Linked DNA regions of Mus musculus: regions 1, 2, 3, 4 and 6 are each linked to region 5. A link is a contact called in public promoter capture Hi-C data. All regions are on one chromosome and are shown on one strand. Each heading gives the region's core, a stretch centred on a gene start, on an enhancer-like site or on the middle of the called end of the contact. The rest is flanking DNA. Distances are from core to core; before and after follow the strand shown.

Region 1 (2,815 bases), core at 8-2,507, 280 kb before region 5:
AACAGATGCAGAGACCCTCAGCCAAACATCAGGCAGAGCTCTGGGAGTCATGTGCATGAGTGGGGGAGGGTAGGATTGAGCCAGCCAGAGGTGTCATGGACACAAGAAGACCCACAGAGTCAACCTGGGCCCATGAGAACTCACAGAGATTGAACCACCAACCAATGAGCAAGCAGGGGCTGGACCTAGGCCCCCTACACAAGTAGCAAATGTGTAGCTTGGTCTTCATGTGGGTCCCCTAACAATTGGAGCGGGGCTGTCTCTGACTCTGTTGCCTGCCTTTGGATCCCCTTCCCCTAGCTAGACTGCCTTGTCAGGCCTCAGTGGGAGATGGTGTGCTTAGTCCTGCTGCAAGGGTGGGTCAATCCTCACAGGGGACTTCCCTTTCTCTGAGAAGAAGGAGAGGAGGTGACTGGGGGTGGGGGGAAGGAGGGTAGGATTGGGAGGAGAGGAGGGAAGGGGGCTGTAATCAGGATATAAATTAAATAAATAAATAGGTTAAAAAATCAAATAAATGTCTAAACTAAAGTTTGGCATTGGAAAAAAAACCCTCTATTCTAAAATGATAAATTATACAGATCATTTAAGAGACAAGTATAGATATGATACTTGTTAATCAACCTCTAGTCATGGTGACAAAACACGAAAGATAAACAACTTGAGGGAAGGAAAAAGATGACTTCTACTCATGTTTCAGCCCCTGGATGACCTGTTGCTTTGGGGAGAGATGTGTAGAAGAGTCAAATGGTCACCACTTGACAGCCTGGATATGAAAGAGAGACACAGAGAGACAGAGAAAGACAGAGACAAAGACAAAGAGTCAGAGACAGAGAGAGTGAGACAGCAGTGGGAAGGAATGAGACAAGCCAGCACCCCCTCCCAAGGGCACACTTGTACCGATTCAACTCTCTCTCGGAAGACCTAAAGGTCCTACCACCTGCCCACAGCCCTAGAGACTGGGAAACAAGCCTTAACAGACTAAGACTCTGGAGAACATTCCAGATCCAAATAAAAGCACAGTAAGACACGCTGTGCACAACCCGTGGACGAGTGTGAGTGTATTTTTGGCAGGAGAGTGGATTTGGGTTGTCAAGTTCATTGACATGACAGCGCTCATCACAAAGGCAAACAAGCCGACAGTATCAGTGTGAGGCAGGCTCTCCCAGCTGCCTCAGGTGTGCCTGGACTCTCCCCCAGATACAGAGAATCGACATCCCAAAGATAGGCTGCCAGTTAGTTTCATCTGTGTTTATGAGTAGAACAGCTCCTTTTCTGTAAAGATCTGACAAAAACGAAAATTGCATGTTTTACATAAGTGCTGAGATAGAGAGAGTGACAGATTCTGAATAAGCCATCAGAAGCATTTATGAATAATGCCTTAAATAAGCCATTCTAGCTCCACACCCACGGGCCCCTCGAGTCTGTGGGAACAGGGAAAATCAAACGGCTTCTATCCGCAATGGTTCAACTGGCCGGAACTGAAAGGGAGTTCTGTGGCAGGCTCGGACTGTTCCATCTCTGCACTCCAGAGCCTTGATGTCTGCACAAGGACACTCTGAAACAAACTCCGTGATTATCCTGGTTTTATGAGGAATGAGGCTCAGCAAGGCAGCCTGCATATAAAGTGTTCAACAGAGTCTTAGCACACAGAGGACATATCAGACTGACAGTTAAATTGTCTGTCACCCTTTAACACTGCGTCACAGCTAGTAAAGGTCAGAGAGCTAGCTCTGCTACTGTGGAGATGCACAGCAACTTTCCAGAATACCATGGGAGCTATCCCCTGCCCTCATCCCCATTGTCCCTTCACTCACACGATCATTATTGTATAAATGACAACCCTGTCTCTATCTCCAATGGCACTTTATTATTTGTGTGTTCCTGGAAGTAGGCTGATGGCCAGCAAGCCTCAGCAATTCTCCTGTCTCCACTCCCTATATCACTGAATTTACAGACATACTCAGCCACACCCTGACTTTTATATGGAAGCTGAAGATTCGAACTCGGGTCCTCACTCATACTCTCTTACCCACTAAATATCTCCATCCCTGATACACATCTAGGTTCAGTGACAGACCGTGTCTAAAGGGAATAAGGTAGAAAAGTACAGAGCAGCATACCCGACGTCTTCCTATAGCCTCTGCTCAAAAATACCCACACATTCTAGTACACATTTTCTCCATACACAAAGGAAGAAGAGAGGAAGAGAGGGAGAGAGAGGGGGAGGGAGGAGGGAAGGAACGAAATGAGCAAACTAAAAATTAACACAGCTACAGTAAGATTTTTTTCCTATAAGAACCTTCCTGGAAACAGCCAGTATCAACATGTTAGTCTGTTTTAAAGATGCCAGACAGCAAAAGCAAAGCCATCAACATCTCTATTTGGCTGACGTGTAATTTATTTTTACCAACATTTTATCATCATGACATTGGATATAACTCTCACGATTTTTAATTTCCCTTGAAACAGTCTTGGGTAGGCACCCCCTTCCCCATGAGACATGACCCCCCACATCCAGTGCAGGACTCACACCCCCTATTGTATCAACCTGGTCCAAGATGCTTACATTAGCCACTGAATCCTGCGGTTATTCTTGTTAGAATCACGGGCAGTGCCATCCCAGTCTGTAATCGGTGCAAATAATTTGTATACTTCAGAACATTTGATGTTAATGATTTTTCACTTACATATTTCTTTACATTCTTGTAAATAGAGCACATTTTGTATAACATTTTAGTTCCAACAGATGTGTACTTTGACTTGTTTGTTTTTATTTTTTATTGTTTTAAAGATAGATTTTTAATTATGTGCATGA
Region 2 (2,834 bases), core at 306-2,805, 500 kb after region 5:
TGCATCCAGGCGCAGATCTTGTAGACAGTAGCAGTGTTGCAGAAGAAGAAAAGAGCGAAGCAGGTGATGCAGCCGAGAATCAGCACCATGGAAAGCAACACGAAGAAGGCGGCCGCCTTGAAGGCGCTGGACGGGATGGTGCTGAAGTCGGTGAAAGAGCCCCGGCAGGTGAGCTCGCGGCCCGCTAGCCCGCTGCCCACGCAGTAGTGGAAGAGGCCGAAGTAGCCAGGCTTGGGAGTGCTCACGCTGTCGCCTACCCAGTAGGGCTGGATGAAGACCACCACGTTGATGATGGCGAAGCAGATGGTGAAGATGGCCCATAGCACGCCGATGGCCCGCGAGTTCCGCATGTAGTGCTCATGGTAGAGCTTGGAGGCTTCCTGCGAGGGCAGCATGGTGCCCGGGGGCGGGGCCGGCGGCAGCGGCTGACAGGGGGCCGCCGGCCCAGGACTGACCACCGGCCGCGGGGCGGGAGCTGGGGACGCACGCGAGAAGCAGCCCTGAGTCTAGGAACTCGCAAGGGCGGGGCCTGAGGCGGAGCTGGGAACCTGGGGGCTGACTGGGGAGCTAGGAGGGGGTCATGACAGTGTTGGGGCGGCGACTTGAAGGCCTCCTATTGGGGGGCCTGAGAAGGAGTCATGGGAAAGTTGGGGGGGGGATGGGATGAGGACATGGGATCTGGAAGTAGGGGGGTGCCAGAAAGTGCTCGTGGGGGAGTTCAAGAGGGGGCTTGGGAACTGGTGCTGGATTAAGAAGGGGACGTGGGGAGATGTAATGAAAGATGGAGATCAATATTGGAGCATTAACAAGCACCGAATAGAGAGAGCTGGGAAGGGCATATTGGAGCTGTTATTAGGGGTAGTGGGTCTGGGACTGGGTGTCTAAAGGGGATCTGAAAGAGGATAGACGCTTCTCTATAAGGAAGAGAAGAGGTTGTCAGGGGCTGGTACTGAGGGCACGAGGAAGGTTACAGTAGGGCCAGGCAGAAGACTGGAGCTGGTACCCAGGGCTAAGTGTTGGAATCAGGATGAGGCTAGCGTGGAATCAGGGGCTGACACTGCAGGGTCTGCACTTGTGGCGGGGATTGGGGGGCGGGGATAGGGGGGGCTCCTTAGAAGCCGGGGCTGAATGTCGGCTGCGGGGGGGTAGTGTAGGATTGGCGGGCCAGGGCCGAGGAGAGTGGCTTTCCAGGCCAAGGGAACAGGCGATCGAGGCCAGCGGGCAGTCTGGGCCTGGAGGGGCGGGCGGTGGGCAGGGGCCGTGCCTGGCGCGGGGGAGCCGCTGGGCCCGGGTAGGGCCAGAGCTGGGGGGGGGGGGGCTGCCCCGCGCCCAGGCCGGACACGCGCGGAGGCTGCGGCCGCGGAGAAGGGATGTGGGAAGACCAACCTGGGCCGAGTCGGGACGGCTGATCCGGGACCGGCAGGGCTCAAGCTCCGGTGCTCGATGCTCCTAACAGCGGTTGCCTTGGCCCAGGCGGCGTCCTCTGCGCGGCCTCCATCTTGCTCCGGCTCTCCCCGGGGCGCGCTCCCGCGCCGAGGCGCGCGCTCCCGGGCACTGGCGCGGCGCGGCCGGGGCGCGTTCCCGCGCGGGCGTAAAGAACTGAGAGGAATGGAAGGGGGGCGGGGGAGGAGGAGGGAAAGGGGCCCTCCAGGTTCTGACAGTCAGAGGTACGGTCAGGCACGGTGACCCTGAGGTCCCTCAGCCAGAAACATAGCCTCTACCCCAGCCCCGGCTTCAGGCCTCCTGACTACTGGGACTCCCTTCGGTCAACCTGAGTTGTGGGGTTCCAGCTCCCCACAAAGCCCGTGGAAATGGGGGAAGGAACGAAATGAGGATTATTGATAGACGTTGAACTCAATCTCTTGATTCCTGATTACCCCCTACCATCTATGACAATGCCTCCAGTCTCTCCATTCTGCTTCCACGCCTTTGCGTCTTAGAGGCGTTGAAGGTTTTCAGAGTCTCCTAGGAAACTGTCAACACCCCCCTGGGAGAGGGAAACTCCTAAACTGTTAACACCCCACGCCAGCCTTGGGGATTCCTTGGCCCACAGAACAAGGAGATGGAGCCAGGGAACAAGACCCAGGCTGAGTACCAAAACCAGGAGGGAAAGGGGCTGGCAAGCTGGTTTTTCCTTTACATCCTCCCCCGTGCCCAAGTCGATGCAAGCCATGAAGTCTGAACATCATGAAGATCTAAACAACAACGCCTCAAAGTCAAGGGTGGTGATTAGGCCAAAGAACACCCTCAGGGGCACTCCTGGGAGGCAGCTTGACTCAGTCATTGCTTAGCCTTTGAAACCCAGACAAACTAACACTAACCTTGAACTTGAGCTATCGGGACCTGTTTCCTTATCTGTAAAGTGGACAAATTATGCCCCATTTTATAGAGGTGTGTGTGTGTGTGTGTGTGTGTGTGTGTGTGTGTGTGTGTGTGTGTGTGCTCGAGCACGCACATGTTAGTGGATCCCAAACACTGGACCACACAGAGAAGTATGTTTGTTGAAACTCATATCTATATGCAAAAACTCATGTCATATTTTTAAATGTCTTTTTCCAGTGAAATAAGAAACTGTTCTTTTGGTCTTTGGGTTTTTTTTTTTTTTTTGGTTCTCCTTTTTGTTTTTTGTTTTTGTTTTCTGATTATGTATTTTGTAAAAGTCTGCTTTATTTGGGGAGAGTATGCTAAGTAGTTCTAGCTGGCCTAGAACTCACTGTGTTAAGACCAGGGTAGCCTTGAACATGCAGGAATCCTCCTGCTTCTATCCGAGTGCTGAAATCGCAGGCATGCACCAACAAGCTTGTTTTGTGTCTGTTTTGTACGTTTCTGGAGAT
Region 3 (2,961 bases), core at 286-2,785, 280 kb after region 5:
ACAGAAGTCATCAGCGTTTATGAGTGCCCTTTAAAGATGGCATAGTGGAGACACACTGTCACTGCAACCAAGGGAAATAGGCTCAGATCAGAGCAGCTAAGCATGCTGGGTAAGTCTGGTGTCACTGAAATGCAGTCAGATAAGACTCTTTCAGATGCCAGTCATAGGAAACTAATTCAAACAGTGCAGGGGAAAGTAGGGGCTCGGGACCCCCAAGACCAAGTTCTCGGCACAAAGGAGATTTGTCCCAGGGGAACAGAAGGCAGGAATATGAGACAGCGACAGGAGATAGAGGAAGAGGGAGAAGGAGAAGGGAACAAAAAGGGGCAAGGGAGGGGGGAGGAGCATTTGTACCGGAGGGGGACAAAGGACGGCCTGGAGGAACAAGGACTGCCACTGGATAGAAGGGAGACAGACTGTGATCCATAGGCAAATGACAGCTTATAAAGGTAAAGAGGGAAGCCCTGTGTTAGGATGAGGTGTTTAATTTTAATTGGGCATGCTAATTAGATGAATCAAAGGTGGCTTTTGATTGCTGGAACTTGGTAGTTTGCCTCAGAAAGAGGGATCGGTCATATAAGAAAATAGACCTTGGGGGGCTAGCTTTAGGAATGTAATCTAATGGTTTCTAGCAAGGCAGAGAGAACAAGGGAGAAGGGCAAGGCCTGCATGAGCCATGTTTACCTTTCTGGGATGGCTAGGGTCCTGTCAAACAGTCATTTGCATTAAGAGAATTTCTTCAGACCCGGAGTCTGGACTCTAGTGAGAGCGCACATGGAGTCTCAGATCTGCTGTGCTCCCAGCTGTCTTCTCCGTGCTGTTGTCTTCTGTAGATAGCAGCCCTCCCTACCTCCTGCGTATCAGGATTCCACCAGACCCCACTATAGAACCACAGAGCAAGAGACTTGGTAACGAACACTCCAGGAGTCACTTTTTTGCGACCCCAGCTTCATGTGTCCATCTCAGAGCCATCGTAAAAGCTGGAGGGAACAGCTATCCTAACTGGCTAGCCCTTGGGGGTGGAGTGAGGCCGGCAGACCCTTGCGAACTGTATCGGATGTGTTGGGGGAGGTGAACCTGGAAAACACAAGGTGCTGTTACCCGAAATAAATAAATGAATGCTGAACCAGCAGCAAAGGATAGCCGTGGGTTCAAGAGGCACCCTGGGTGTGAATGTATCCTGCATATAATGAGGTAAAGCTGGTGAGAGAGTTGCATAGATTTCAGCAAAGCAAATCTAAGCCACTGAGAAGTCAGGGCAGTGGGAAGCAACATGAACACCCCAGCTGAGACAAACATGCTGGAGACAGAACAGCGACAGACAGCAGGAGGGAATCATCCTGGGGCCATGACCAAGGCTGCCTTGTTAAGGGAGAGAAGTCTGGGACTCGGGATGGAAAGGTGGTCTGATATCATTGAGAACATATCCAAAAGGCCTGTGCTGATGGAGCTGGTGCCTCTGGCTTTCGGTTGAGTGGACAGCTTGTCCCTCTTCAAGGGCTAGGCCCAGCAGGCTGAGGAAACCATAGCAACCACAAGTTAAGAAAGACAGATGAAAAGCTTGTAAACACAGCTTCCAGCCATGTGGCATAGCTTTGGACTCCTAGGAGACAGCCACATAAAAAAAGCAGTCTAGCTCGTGGAGACCAGGCAGAGGGGACTATTTCTGGGCACCACCGTGGGTCAACTCCGAGCCTGCGAAGCAGCCAGGCAAACAGGCAGCACAAACACACGGGTCTCGGGTGGGTTATCCATCTAGATAGTCACACATGCTGAATGGCCAAGCTTGCTCCCTCCAGTAGCTGCTAAGCTACTGTGCTATTAAGCCACACATACACCCTCTGAGAGCCACCTCCTCGAAAACTTCTGCCCCACCCTTCAGCACTGTGAAGAAAGTTACCATGGGCACAGTGTGGCAGCAATGGAGAAACCTGCTGACCAGCTCTGTGTAGCTCCATCATAAATAACCAGCTGCCTCGTGCAATTTCCTGAGCTGCACAACTGGCAGTGACAACGTGCGTTTTCATCCATCATCCGCAGTGATGGCGGGGCCTCAGCGGGGTGCTGATAACTCCATTTTTCAAGGCCATAGCCAAACCCGTTTTTTTTTTTTCGCTGCTGGAGAGTTAACTGTTTCTCTGCGGGTCTTTATATGACAGTCCCCACTGAAAATAGCCATTGAATAGAATATAATATCTATTTTTCTCACTCTGATTTTCCAAAGGCAGAGTGTAATGCACGTGTGCATGCACACACACACACACACACACACACACACACACACACACACACACTCAGAGAGAGGGGGGGGAGGGAGAGGAAGAGGGAGGGAGGGAGGGAGGGAGGGAGGGGAAGAGAGAGAGAGAGAGAGAGAGAGAGAGCAGGAAATTCTTTTCACCTGATAAATACTTGAAATTTTAGGTGCACAGAACCCAAATAGTAACTATGGCAACACAAGCCACTCCAGTAAGACAAGGATTATTCCCAGCACAATAGCCTGGCTTGTGCTCCAAAAGCAAAGGTAATATTGGCTGAAAGCAATTTCAGAATTGGGAAAATCTACCAGCATTTGAAGCTTTGTGTTTAGGATTCCACTTCCACTGGGTGGCAAGATGAATTCACGACTGGAGCTCTAGCGTGCCTCCCAGAGAAAATGAGCCAGCCGCCTCACCCTCTTCTTAGTCATTCCCCAGCCTCAAAGCTGTCCAAACCTCAGGATTAGAGGGCTCGGCACTCAGATACAGCTTGGGAAAATCATAAGGCCAAGCACCCTGACAGCGCTCTTGGGGATCATGCCTCTGGGAGCCCCAGGACAAAGGAATGTGCTGGAGACCTTGCCCATGGTTGACCTAACCGTGCTTGTTTCTCAGCTTAGGAAACTGAGACCCACAGAGATTAGGAATGCTTGGTTATAGTCACATGAACTTGTGCTTAAAGCCACTGGCTGCGGAAGAAAACAAA
Region 4 (3,110 bases), core at 342-2,841, 420 kb before region 5:
TCTATCCAACTAATGTGCTCTGAGCTTCCCTTATATGCTTGATGGTTGTAGTCAAAGGTACAAAAACAAAAGTCAAAGTTAGCCAAACTAATTGTAGCAGACACCTATGAGAAAGAAATATAGGAAGGTCACCAATGGAAAACCTTCTCCAGGAGTCTGGAAAGGGAATCATGGTTTGGGGCAGAAGGGACTGGCGATGATTTGCGACTCCGGAAGAGCACGACAGGTTAAATACTCAGCAATAGGAAGTCTCTGATTAGAAGACTGAAGGATATACTTTAAGATCTATATTGGATCTCCTGCAGGCAATCTTTCACTTTCACCCACTGGAATCCCAGTTTCTGGCAGGAGATTTTGCCCATGTGGGTTGTAGAAAGGCCTCCTCACCTCATGACAGGTGAAGCAGGATTGTTCTGGATAAAAAGGTACCTGTTCTGTATTCTCTTGTGGCAGGGGAGTCGAAGTCGGGAAAGCAGTCTCCGAGAGCAACGTGAGCTCCGGAGCAAACAGCCTGGCCAACTTACAGAAACCATTGTTAGATGTTTCATGGATACTTCATTCCAAGGGTGAGAAACAGATAGATTTTGCTCATCCAGACTTGCAAGACTTAATTACTAATTTTCACAGTCTATCCTTTACAGTCTCGTGCTCCAACCCCTGGGGCCAGTTCCGATCTCACCGTTTTAGACTAAACAAGTCCTATCGAAGAGCACACCTTTGATCACCTGACTATCTCTCCTCGTTTTCTCAGTTGGAACCATAAAAATAATTTTGAAGCTATAATATGGGAACGGCTCCCTGGGTATGGATATTTGCTGCTGCCAAGCCTGATGACCAGAGTTTGATGCTGGGAGCCCACTTGGTGGAAGGAGAGAATTGATGTCCACAAGTTATTCTCTGACCTCCACACACATGCACTCTCTCTCTCTCTCTCTCTCTCTCTCTCTCTCTCTCTCTCTCTCACACACACACACACACACACACACACAGAGAGAGAGAGAGAGAGAGAGAGAGAGAGAGAGAGAAAGAATATTGTTTTCTTCCTCTGAGAAGTTTAAAAGTTATTTTTAAAAAAGATATTTTAAATTTTTAAAAAAATTTTTGTGGCTATTGTTTTTAACAAATGATAATGTACTAGAGTCTTTTCTCTCTGGTTACTAGAGACCTTAGCCAGGTTAGGGTCAGTTGAGGCTTCTGGAGACCACCTGCCCCCGCGCACCCCCCTGGGACAAGGGGGAAGAGGTGGGCAGAGAGCACTGCTCAGCATTTATTTTTGGACCCAGCTCTCTAAAAATACCTTGGCTCTCCTATTTGCTCTCTCTTTTGACCTGAATGGATCTGCCTGGGTCTCCTCTGCCCCTCCCTCTGCTCCTTGCCCTTTAAAGGAGAAGGGCGTGGGGAGGGATTCCTGCCGCCTAGGGGACAGCTGTGAGCCCGAGGTGGCAGGGCAGCCGGCTAAGCTGACGTCAGGGTAGAGTTTAGCCAAGTTCTCAGCCTCCCTGCAGAGGCCACCCTAAGGGAGGGATGCAGCTTTTTGCTCTGATTGGCTGGCCTGGAGTGGGTGTCCACGCGCATTGGCTGGTCACTTTTTAGAGGGAGTCCCGCTCTCCAATTAAAGCGGGCAGCGGCGCGGCTCTGAGCACAGAGCCGCCGGCTGCACACAGGCAAAGGAACCTGAACTTGGCCATTCAGCAGCGCTGTCCAGGCTGCGCGCTCCCTCTGGCCCCTGCCTGAGAAGCCAGGTGCTGTTTCTGCACCGCCAGGATGGCAAAAGTGGCTAAGGACCTCAACCCTGGAGTGCAAAAGGTGAGCGAGACCCCTCTGTATTCCTGTATCCTTCAGATCCCACTGCTCTCAGACGCACTGAGTACCTAGGGACACTTTAATGGTTGCATCAAATCCACAGAAAGCACAGAAAACAGAATAGGTGACAATACTTATTTGAGGTGACAGGTTGACCCCTCTCCAAATTGCCCTTAAAGCCATTGTTAAGAAAGTATTTGCACTGTGCCGTAGTTCTTTATTGATGCTGATTAAAGGTGAACTAAAGTTAAAATTTAGAGGGAGGGAATAGACGCTTATTTGTGGTCATGGGAAACGTCTTGGCTTTCCCTTGCCTGTACCCTCCAACCCCCTGATGTGCCTTTAGTGAAGGTTGGGGGACTGTGATGCAGCCCCTCCCCCTTCGCTAGCCTCCCAGAGTTGTGTGGTTTCCCCAGCACACAGAATAGTTTCTTTTGGTGCAGTTGGCAATAGCAGCCATTCTAGCTCAGGGGAACTAATTTCTGTCCCCAGAGTCTGCACGTTTCCCTTTCAAGAAGGGCTGGCCCAGAGCCCAGAAGGTCACGGGTAAATTGCTGCAGGCGGGGCCAGCAGCTGTGCCTACAGCTCTAAACTGGCTGCCTGCTTACCTGAGGTACACTGAAAGCAGAAGACTGGGCTATGAGAAGACGTAGGGGACAGGAAAGCAGCAATGGCTTCCCAGATGGGGAAATAAGAGGCATGGGTGAAAGAGAGGTGGCTTGCAGGGGACAGAGATGTTCAAACCCTGGCCCTTGGTCTGGCACATTTTAGCTGTACAACAGCGATAAACTCAAATCCTTAGCCGCTCTTTCCCTATCTAGAATGTAAGGAGGAGAGACAGCCAGTACTTTTAACAGCAATCTTGATAATGTAGGCTAACATGCCCAAGCAGTAATTATTAAGCTATTCTCTCAGAGTATTCAATCTTGCAGGGCAAAGTTCTCCTTTGCTGACATTTGGTGGGAGGTAGAAAAGCAAAGGAGAGAAAAAGAGACCGTAGAGCTCAGGGAGAATGGAGGTGGGAGAGGGGAAGCCCCAGACCTCCTGCCCTCCCACTCCTGAGCCTAGTGATTCCTTCTGCACATGGCATCCAATCAGACTTAGTCTGGGCATCTCCCTGATGCATTCACCAGACTATTTGCAGAATCAAGTGTCATCTCTCATCCAGAATTCACAGAGCACTGAGACCTGAGTGTGGGGGATACCTGCTAGTCTCTAATTATATATGGACTTCACTTTTCCTGCTCTCTTTCCCCATGTGTTTGAGGTCAATGATTTGCAAGTGTGTTGCTATAAGCCGGTTGACA
Region 5 (3,164 bases), core at 163-2,662:
TACATAGCTATAAAAACCTGCTTGTGCTGGGCAGTGGTGGCACATGCCTTTAATCCCAGCACTTGGAAGGCAGAGGCATTGAGGTCTGTGAGTTCTAGGCTAGCCTGGTCTACAGAGCTAGTTCTGGGATAGGCAGGGATTCAACAAAGGAGGCCTGTCTCAAAAAACAACACACACACACAAAATAAAACAAACAATAATCAGTTGTGGAAGGGAAATGTTCAGGTTGTAATAGATGCATTGTTTGTAAGAACAGAAGGAAAAAGCCTGCACTCAGAGGACAGAGCTAGTTACGGGACAGCCAAGGATATCCAAAAAAACCCCTGTCTCAAAAAACAACAATTATAAAAGCAAAGAATAACCAACTGTCATAGGGAAACCGTCTAGGTTATAACAGATACAACGTAAGCCTGCTGCACTCAGCAGACAGAGGCAGGAGGGCTACCCAATCTTGGTAGAAAACAAACATCAAAACAAAAAACATCCACCGGATGGGCAGAGGTGGCACACATCTTTAATCCCAGCACTTGGGAGGCAGAGGCAGACAAGCAGATCTCGCTGAGTTCAAGGCCAGCCTGGTCCTACAAGAGCAAGGCTACACAAAGAAACCCTGTCTCAAAAACAATCAAACAAACAAACAACACATCCTACTAAATGTTATTTAAGGGAGATAATTCAGTATGCAATAATTCCTTAAAAGGAAAGGCTAAGCGCTGGGTCTAGGTCCTGGTCTCTCTTTTAAAAAGATGTGAGCCAGGGGCTACAGGGTATGACCTCGTCTCCTAAATTAATAAAATAAATAAAAGTTAAATAAAGAGAGATGCGTCATTATTGAGTCATGGAGGGCACATTAGGCAGGGAAGCCGGATGCAGTGTGTTAAGAACGTGGAGGACTTCTGGACCACAGCCAGAAATGGAAAACCATGATAAGCGGACCCTCTGCTATACTGCTTGATTATAAAATGTCATCCGATGCAACGTCCACACAAATCACGAGTGGTGTCACTGTTAACACAGGAGTCCTCGTAGGATGTGATGTCACCATCGTTGACACTACTTTACGGGGAGACGCGGTGATAGTGACAGAAACCCAAAACATCCGGTTCGTTAGGGCGGCGACCTAAGGCTGACTGCGCAGGGCCGCGGCGCGTTCCCGGACCGTCTCGGGGGTTGGAAACTGAGGACCGGCGTCGCGAGGCCAGGTTAGGGCCGAGGCGGCGGCGCGCGGACCGGGGTGCCTGTTCGCACCGACGACGTCCGCGCCCCGGCCTTCCCCCGACACTCACCTTCATCACCGCCAACCCCGGAGGCCATCGCGGCTCGGCCAGGACCTCCATGGCCGCACCTGATGAGACCGCCAGCTACCGGCCCGCCACGCAGCTCCTCTACTCGAAATTCCCCGCGCTACACCGTACGTCAGCTACGTGCGGCGCGCTCGCGGCGAGCGCACGGCATGCTGGGAGCTGTAGTTCTTGTGCGTTGGACGTTAGCGGCTTCGGAAGACCGAAGGGGAAAAAGTGAGACATTCCAGGGCGTAGCCTGGAGCGATGCAGGCGTTTGGACCTCTTGGATCCCGAGAGACAAGAAGATAAGTGAAAGATTAAAAGCAGCTTTAATCTGTCTTATAAAATGAATAAACAAAAGATTCCGGAAGGTGATTGAATATTAGGAAAAAGAAACCAAATGAAGCCTAAGCCTTGGTAGAGAGTTCAAGATCTAGGCTCAGGTCTTCCCTCTTCAGGTAGTAATCTCTGGTTGCTTTAGAGATCTGTCTTGCTCCTTGAAAATATCTAAAGTTACACTTCTGTCTCAACTCCTCTTTCTGTAAGCATCCACGAGAGCCACATAGAGCCTCTGTTCTTCAAAGGTAACCACGGCTAATATTGGCACTTAGTTCTCAGATAGTCCCCATGTATAAAAGGACCAGTGTTAGCAAAGAGTGTTATTAAATCAGTTTAACAGGAACCCACATTCTTTTTTATCAAATTACTCCATCTACTTGAGAGGCTCCTCACCCTCTTCCATCTCCCAGGTGACGCCTTATCTCCCGGACCTGTCTCCAGAAAGGTTCCTTTTAGGCTCATTTAACCAGAGCTCCATTATCTGGATGTGGAACGCTGACCAACACACAGCCAGCCTGGCTACTCAGTTCAGCACTCATCTTCTGCCTTCTGTGGGCCTCCGCTGTACTAGGTCTCAGGGGCCACAAGTTGGTCCAGATGACTCGCAAGACAGAATCCCGAAGCTTGCGGTATCACTGATACCCCGGTGGCCCACACATTCACCGATTCAACATGTATGTTTTGAAGACTTACAATGGACCAGGCATGTGAGCTCTCCTGGAAAGTAGGGGGAGAGATGTGGCTGTTACAGACACTTTACAGGTGTGAAGACTAAAACCCAGCAGGTTAGGAATTCATTCTTTTGAGTTTTTATCATAAAATAATCCCTGTAATCTGAGCCAATTAATTTTTCCTAGCCTACAGTCACAGATGAACTGTGCAACACCAACACAAACAACATTTAGGTGATAGTTTACTTATTACAGTAATAGCTAACACATATTAGACCACCTGTATTCAAAGCACTCCTGTGGCTTTGGGTTGTTTTGTTTTGTTTTGTTTTTGCATCATGCACTTACTTGGTTTACTCATTATTCAAAGGAAAGAAAAATGGGTAATTGGTGCAGAGCATTCTGCAGCTAAGTAGAAGCAGGGCTTGAACTCAGGATGTTGGGCTTTTGAGCATATAAACTACCACAGAATCGTCTCATAAGAGTCTGTCTGGTCAAGACAGTTCTTTCCGCATGCAGATACGGAACCCAGTGTCAGAACAGCAAGAGGATTCAGACACTGAATCTAGCAAGTCGGCAGCCAGGAGGTAAATGGCAGATTAGATGCAAGGTGGATTTGTACCAACCCATCAGGGGAGAGTACTCACATGAACTCTAGGTTGAGTTGGGTGCTGCTGGATAGTTCTGGGAACATCGGAGGGGCAGGTGGCAGATTAGATGCAAGGTGGATTTGTACCAACCCATCAGGGGAGAGTACTCACATGAACTCTAGGTTGAGTTGGGTGCTGCTGGATAGTTCTGGGAACATCGGAGGGGCAGGTTGCCGTGCAAAGATACGGCAATAACAAAAAAGCAAGTTTGCCATAGTTAT
Region 6 (2,882 bases), core at 296-2,795, 450 kb after region 5:
GAAGGGTTGGTTTGCAACCTTTTTTTCATCAGAAACTATAGCAGGGGGTTGGGTGCTTTGGGTATACATCTATTATTTGAAGACACCAAAAGTTTGAGCCCACTCTGAGCTACATTAGCAAGACCCTGTCTTTTAAAAGGAAAGAATATATTGAAAGATGATATAATACAAATTTTATTTCCATATTGTTTTTTAAACATAAAATTATTATTTGAAAGAAGAAAATGTTGAAATAAACTTGTCTGTTAAACGTTAAAAAGAGCTGGGCGTGGTGGCGCACACCTTTAATTCCAGCACTCGGGAGGCAGAGACAGGTGGATTTCTGAGTTCAAGGCCAGCCAGGGCTACACAGAGAAACCCTGTCTCAAAAAACCAAAACAAAACCAAAAAAAGCTAAAAAAAAAATATTAAAATGCAGGCTAGAGTGATGACTGCCATTAAGAGCACTGGCCATTCTTTCAGAGAACCCAATTTTTAATTCCCATAACACCCATATGGTTCCTCACAGCTATCTGTTACTCTAGTCTCTAGGGATTTAATGCCCTCTTCTGACATTTCCTGGCATTGTGTGCATGTTTTACACAGGCACACAGGAAGGCAAACCACTTGTACACCTAAAGTAAAAATAGTATTTTTAAAAATTTGTGAAAAATAAAGTAGCAGTGAAATATCAATAAGTGTCAGGAGTAAAACCAGCTCCAAGTGGAAAGGAAAAACCTTGAATAAGAAGCGTGTTCATATCTAGAACTGAGGGGATGAGGTACACAGTCACAGAGAAGGAGGGGAAAGAATCTAGAAGAAGGAAAACAAGAGCCCTGTGCTTTGTACACCCAGCACCCTCCCCATTCTAAAACATTGCTATCCACCTTGTTTTGCTGAAGCAGCTCCATTTATATATCCTAGCATAGCATAGCCCACGTCTGTTTTCTGGGCCTCAGTTGTTGATAGTCTGTATATTGAGAACTTTCCCTTTTCCCCAGTGCCTGGTACAGAGTCCTTGTCATAGCTGCTATCATCACTTTCATGTTACCCTTCACACCATCACCTCAAGAGCTCACTCTCCAGTTCCCATGTGTTAGAGAGGTATTACCTCAGCAAAATGTTCTGTCCTATGAAAGTCACAGAAAAAATACACATATACATGGTATTGGGGTGGGAGGGTGCTTTGTTTGTTTTGTGATCCAGTAAGTACAATGGATTTTTAACTCTGTTAGATGTGTGCAGGTGTATAACAGTCACTTGAGAGGAACTGATCATAGTTCACAGGTATACCCCTAAAGCTAGTAAGAGAATAAAGAAAAGAAAGATTATAATCAGAGGAAGTATGGGGTGAAGAAACAGAGTTCCTCTAGGAAGAATAAGGAGTAGGTTGTGCCCCACCATAAGAAACACTGTGAGCCCTCTAAAATGATTCACCTAATTCTTTCCTGAGTTCTAATTGAGGTGTTCATTGATAGCATGAAACATTATAAGTCCTTTCTAAGGTACCAGGAAGCATTTAGCTGAACTAACCACTTTGTGGAAGTGAGTTCTGCAGTTAAACATTTACCATATGCATAAACATTAACCATCCTCACCACCAAATCCCTCCCTAAAAAGTGTGGCAAACAGCCATGCTTATCGTTACTTTCTGTTTTGCTTCTTGACTCTGAGAAGATAAATAACAAGATACTTTTTCCTCCTCTAGAACATCTCCTCCCCTGAGGGTTCCCCTGCACATAGGCCTAAGCCCCTGTCACCAGAGGTAGTTACCATACCATCTCAATCACATGCAGGCTGAGAGTGAGTGCACAAGGGTGGTCCTGAATTGGGGGGTGAGGGGGCTGGACTGGAGGGTGGCCTCTCATTCACAGCAAATAGAGTGGATCTTATATAAAAACTGACTGCACAGGACCGTGGGGAAATGAGTAGCTGTTTTTATGTTGTGGGGTTGCTTTTGTTGTCATTTGGGAGAAGGAATGGCTGAAGAGTTTCATTAAAGAGAATCTTCAGAGGATGTAGATTCTATGTGCATGAGAGCATTGTTAGAGAAAGTCATGAATAACATCCTCCTGTTAACAAGGAAACTGGAGTTGGTCGACACTGTCTCAGTATCATGTCAGCAATGTATAATTGGGGTTAAACTGACAGCTCACACGGCTGGGTGTCTGGGCTTTGGGTGACAGATGAGCAGCTTCCTTTAGGGAATCCAGCGTTCTCTGGCTTTCCTTCATTTCCTCTGGAGTGCCTAGTTGGGTGTAAGTATGTAAGGAAGCTTAAGCCCAAGCTCTGGGTTACAAACCTTCTCTTGTGCAGAGGCTGGGATACAGTTTGTGTGCAGTGATTTATACCTCTTAGGATACCAATTTCAGTACTTTGCTAAGAAACCCTCCTACCCTAAAGATCCAAAATCATGATTTCAGTGTTAGCAGTTATAATAAGCTTTAGACATGTAATTAATTATTAACCCTATAAATCTACATGGAGCTTTTTTTCTCTGTACCTTTTCAAAATTAACTGGCCTTTAGTCTCACTTTCCAAAATAATTAGGGCCCTACTCCCTGACTAATCACCAAATTCTCAGTCAGTAGGATATTCTGTAGATCATCATGAAACTGAAAAGATTATATTCCACTAGTTTATTGTTAACTTCCTGAGTATTGTGAGTCCATCTTGTTGGGAAAGTATAGATTGCTCTGTCTTGGGTTGCTAAAGATTCAATATTAGAAAGGCTTTGATAACTGATCTGTCTAGTTAAGGGAATGTTGGTGTTAAGCGATACAGATAAGCAGTAATGGGTCGGTTTTATCACTGGTGCATTTCAGCCTTTGATATGCTTTTTGGCGGTAGGCTTTAGCAGTTCTTTGATAGATTGATAGACAGCAGAGGACACGGAATTGAAC

The links. Promoter capture Hi-C pulls out the DNA fragments that hold promoters and counts their contacts.
Region 1: a contact with region 5 is called in a promoter capture Hi-C map of hippocampal neurons, with 2.0 times the contacts expected there. The contact joins the enhancer-like site here to the promoter of Rad18 in region 5. A contact is called at or near these places in 2 of 39 promoter capture datasets (HPC-7-derived erythroid cells and hippocampal neurons) and 2 of 484 Hi-C or Micro-C datasets (both in cortical neurons).
Region 2: a contact with region 5 is called in a promoter capture Hi-C map of hippocampal neurons, with 6 times the contacts expected there. The contact joins the promoter of Lhfpl4 here to the promoter of Rad18 in region 5. A contact is called at or near these places in 7 of 39 promoter capture datasets (the 3T3-L1 cell line, cranial neural crest, embryonic stem cells and 3 more), 1 of 484 Hi-C or Micro-C datasets (LSK cells) and 3 of 115 datasets of contacts at active chromatin or transcription factors (astrocytes, large pre-B cells and stem cell-derived neural progenitor cells).
Region 3: a contact with region 5 is called in a promoter capture Hi-C map of the HPC-7 cell line, with 6 times the contacts expected there. The contact joins the enhancer-like site here to the promoter of Rad18 in region 5. A contact is called at or near these places in 18 of 39 promoter capture datasets (the 3T3-L1 cell line, the C10 cell line, the HPC-7 cell line and 8 more), 3 of 484 Hi-C or Micro-C datasets (bone marrow-derived macrophages, double positive thymocytes and embryonic stem cells), 15 of 115 datasets of contacts at active chromatin or transcription factors (the 230-238 cell line, acute myeloid leukemia, bone marrow-derived macrophages and 7 more) and 4 of 9 other capture datasets (adipose tissue, embryonic stem cells, liver and 1 more).
Region 4: a promoter capture Hi-C map of liver shows a contact between it and region 5, with 4 times the contacts expected there. The contact joins the promoter of Lmcd1 here to the promoter of Rad18 in region 5. A contact is called at or near these places in 3 of 39 promoter capture datasets (the 3T3-L1 cell line, liver and stem cell-derived epiblast-like cells) and 1 of 484 Hi-C or Micro-C datasets (muscle stem cells).
Region 6: a promoter capture Hi-C map of liver shows a contact between it and region 5, with 2.9 times the contacts expected there. The contact joins the enhancer-like site here to the promoter of Rad18 in region 5. A contact is called at or near these places in 17 of 39 promoter capture datasets (the 3T3-L1 cell line, 3T3-L1-derived adipocytes, the C10 cell line and 12 more), 1 of 484 Hi-C or Micro-C datasets (cortical neurons), 10 of 115 datasets of contacts at active chromatin or transcription factors (the 230-238 cell line, effector CD8 T cells, embryonic stem cells and 7 more) and 2 of 9 other capture datasets (adipose tissue and liver).

Annotation. Positions count from the first base shown.
Region 1 is chr6:112,418,239-112,421,053 of GRCm38.p6, forward strand. No RefSeq gene overlaps it. Among named protein-coding and RNA genes, the nearest start is that of Gm40395, 4.9 kb to the right of the region's middle. Within about 2 kb of position 1,258, at least 18 of the 459 cell types and tissues checked have an H3K27ac peak or open chromatin away from gene starts, as enhancers often do. A contact at or near this core is called in cortical neurons and hippocampal neurons, where this site is marked.
Region 2 is chr6:113,193,829-113,196,662 of GRCm38.p6, forward strand. It overlaps Lhfpl4 (lipoma HMGIC fusion partner-like protein 4), which reads right to left and starts at 1,556. Exons shown (of 4, transcript NM_177763.3): 1 at 1,387-1,556; 2 at 1-475. The coding sequence starts at 395.
Region 3 is chr6:112,971,471-112,974,431 of GRCm38.p6, forward strand. No RefSeq gene overlaps it. Among named protein-coding and RNA genes, the nearest start is that of Srgap3, 26 kb to the left of the region's middle. Within about 2 kb of position 1,536, at least 114 of the 459 cell types and tissues checked have an H3K27ac peak or open chromatin away from gene starts, as enhancers often do. A contact at or near this core is called in the HPC-7 cell line, embryonic basal ganglia, embryonic forebrain and 1 more, where this site is marked.
Region 4 is chr6:112,272,167-112,275,276 of GRCm38.p6, forward strand. It overlaps Lmcd1 (LIM and cysteine-rich domains 1), which reads left to right and starts at 1,592. Exons shown (of 6, transcript NM_144799.2): 1 at 1,592-1,806. The coding sequence starts at 1,765.
Region 5 is chr6:112,695,258-112,698,421 of GRCm38.p6, forward strand. It overlaps Rad18 (RAD18 E3 ubiquitin protein ligase), which reads right to left and starts at 1,413. Exons shown (of 12, transcript NM_021385.2): 1 at 1,287-1,413. The coding sequence starts at 1,337. It overlaps Gm35824 (a long non-coding RNA gene), which reads left to right and starts at 1,411. Exons shown (of 2, transcript XR_377964.4): 1 at 1,411-2,998; 2 at 3,113-3,164.
Region 6 is chr6:113,140,331-113,143,212 of GRCm38.p6, forward strand. All of the region lies in intron 17 of Setd5 (SET domain containing 5), which reads left to right. Among named protein-coding and RNA genes, the nearest start is that of Lhfpl4, 54 kb to the right of the region's middle. Within about 2 kb of position 1,546, at least 27 of the 459 cell types and tissues checked have an H3K27ac peak or open chromatin away from gene starts, as enhancers often do. A contact at or near this core is called in liver and memory CD8 T cells, where this site is marked.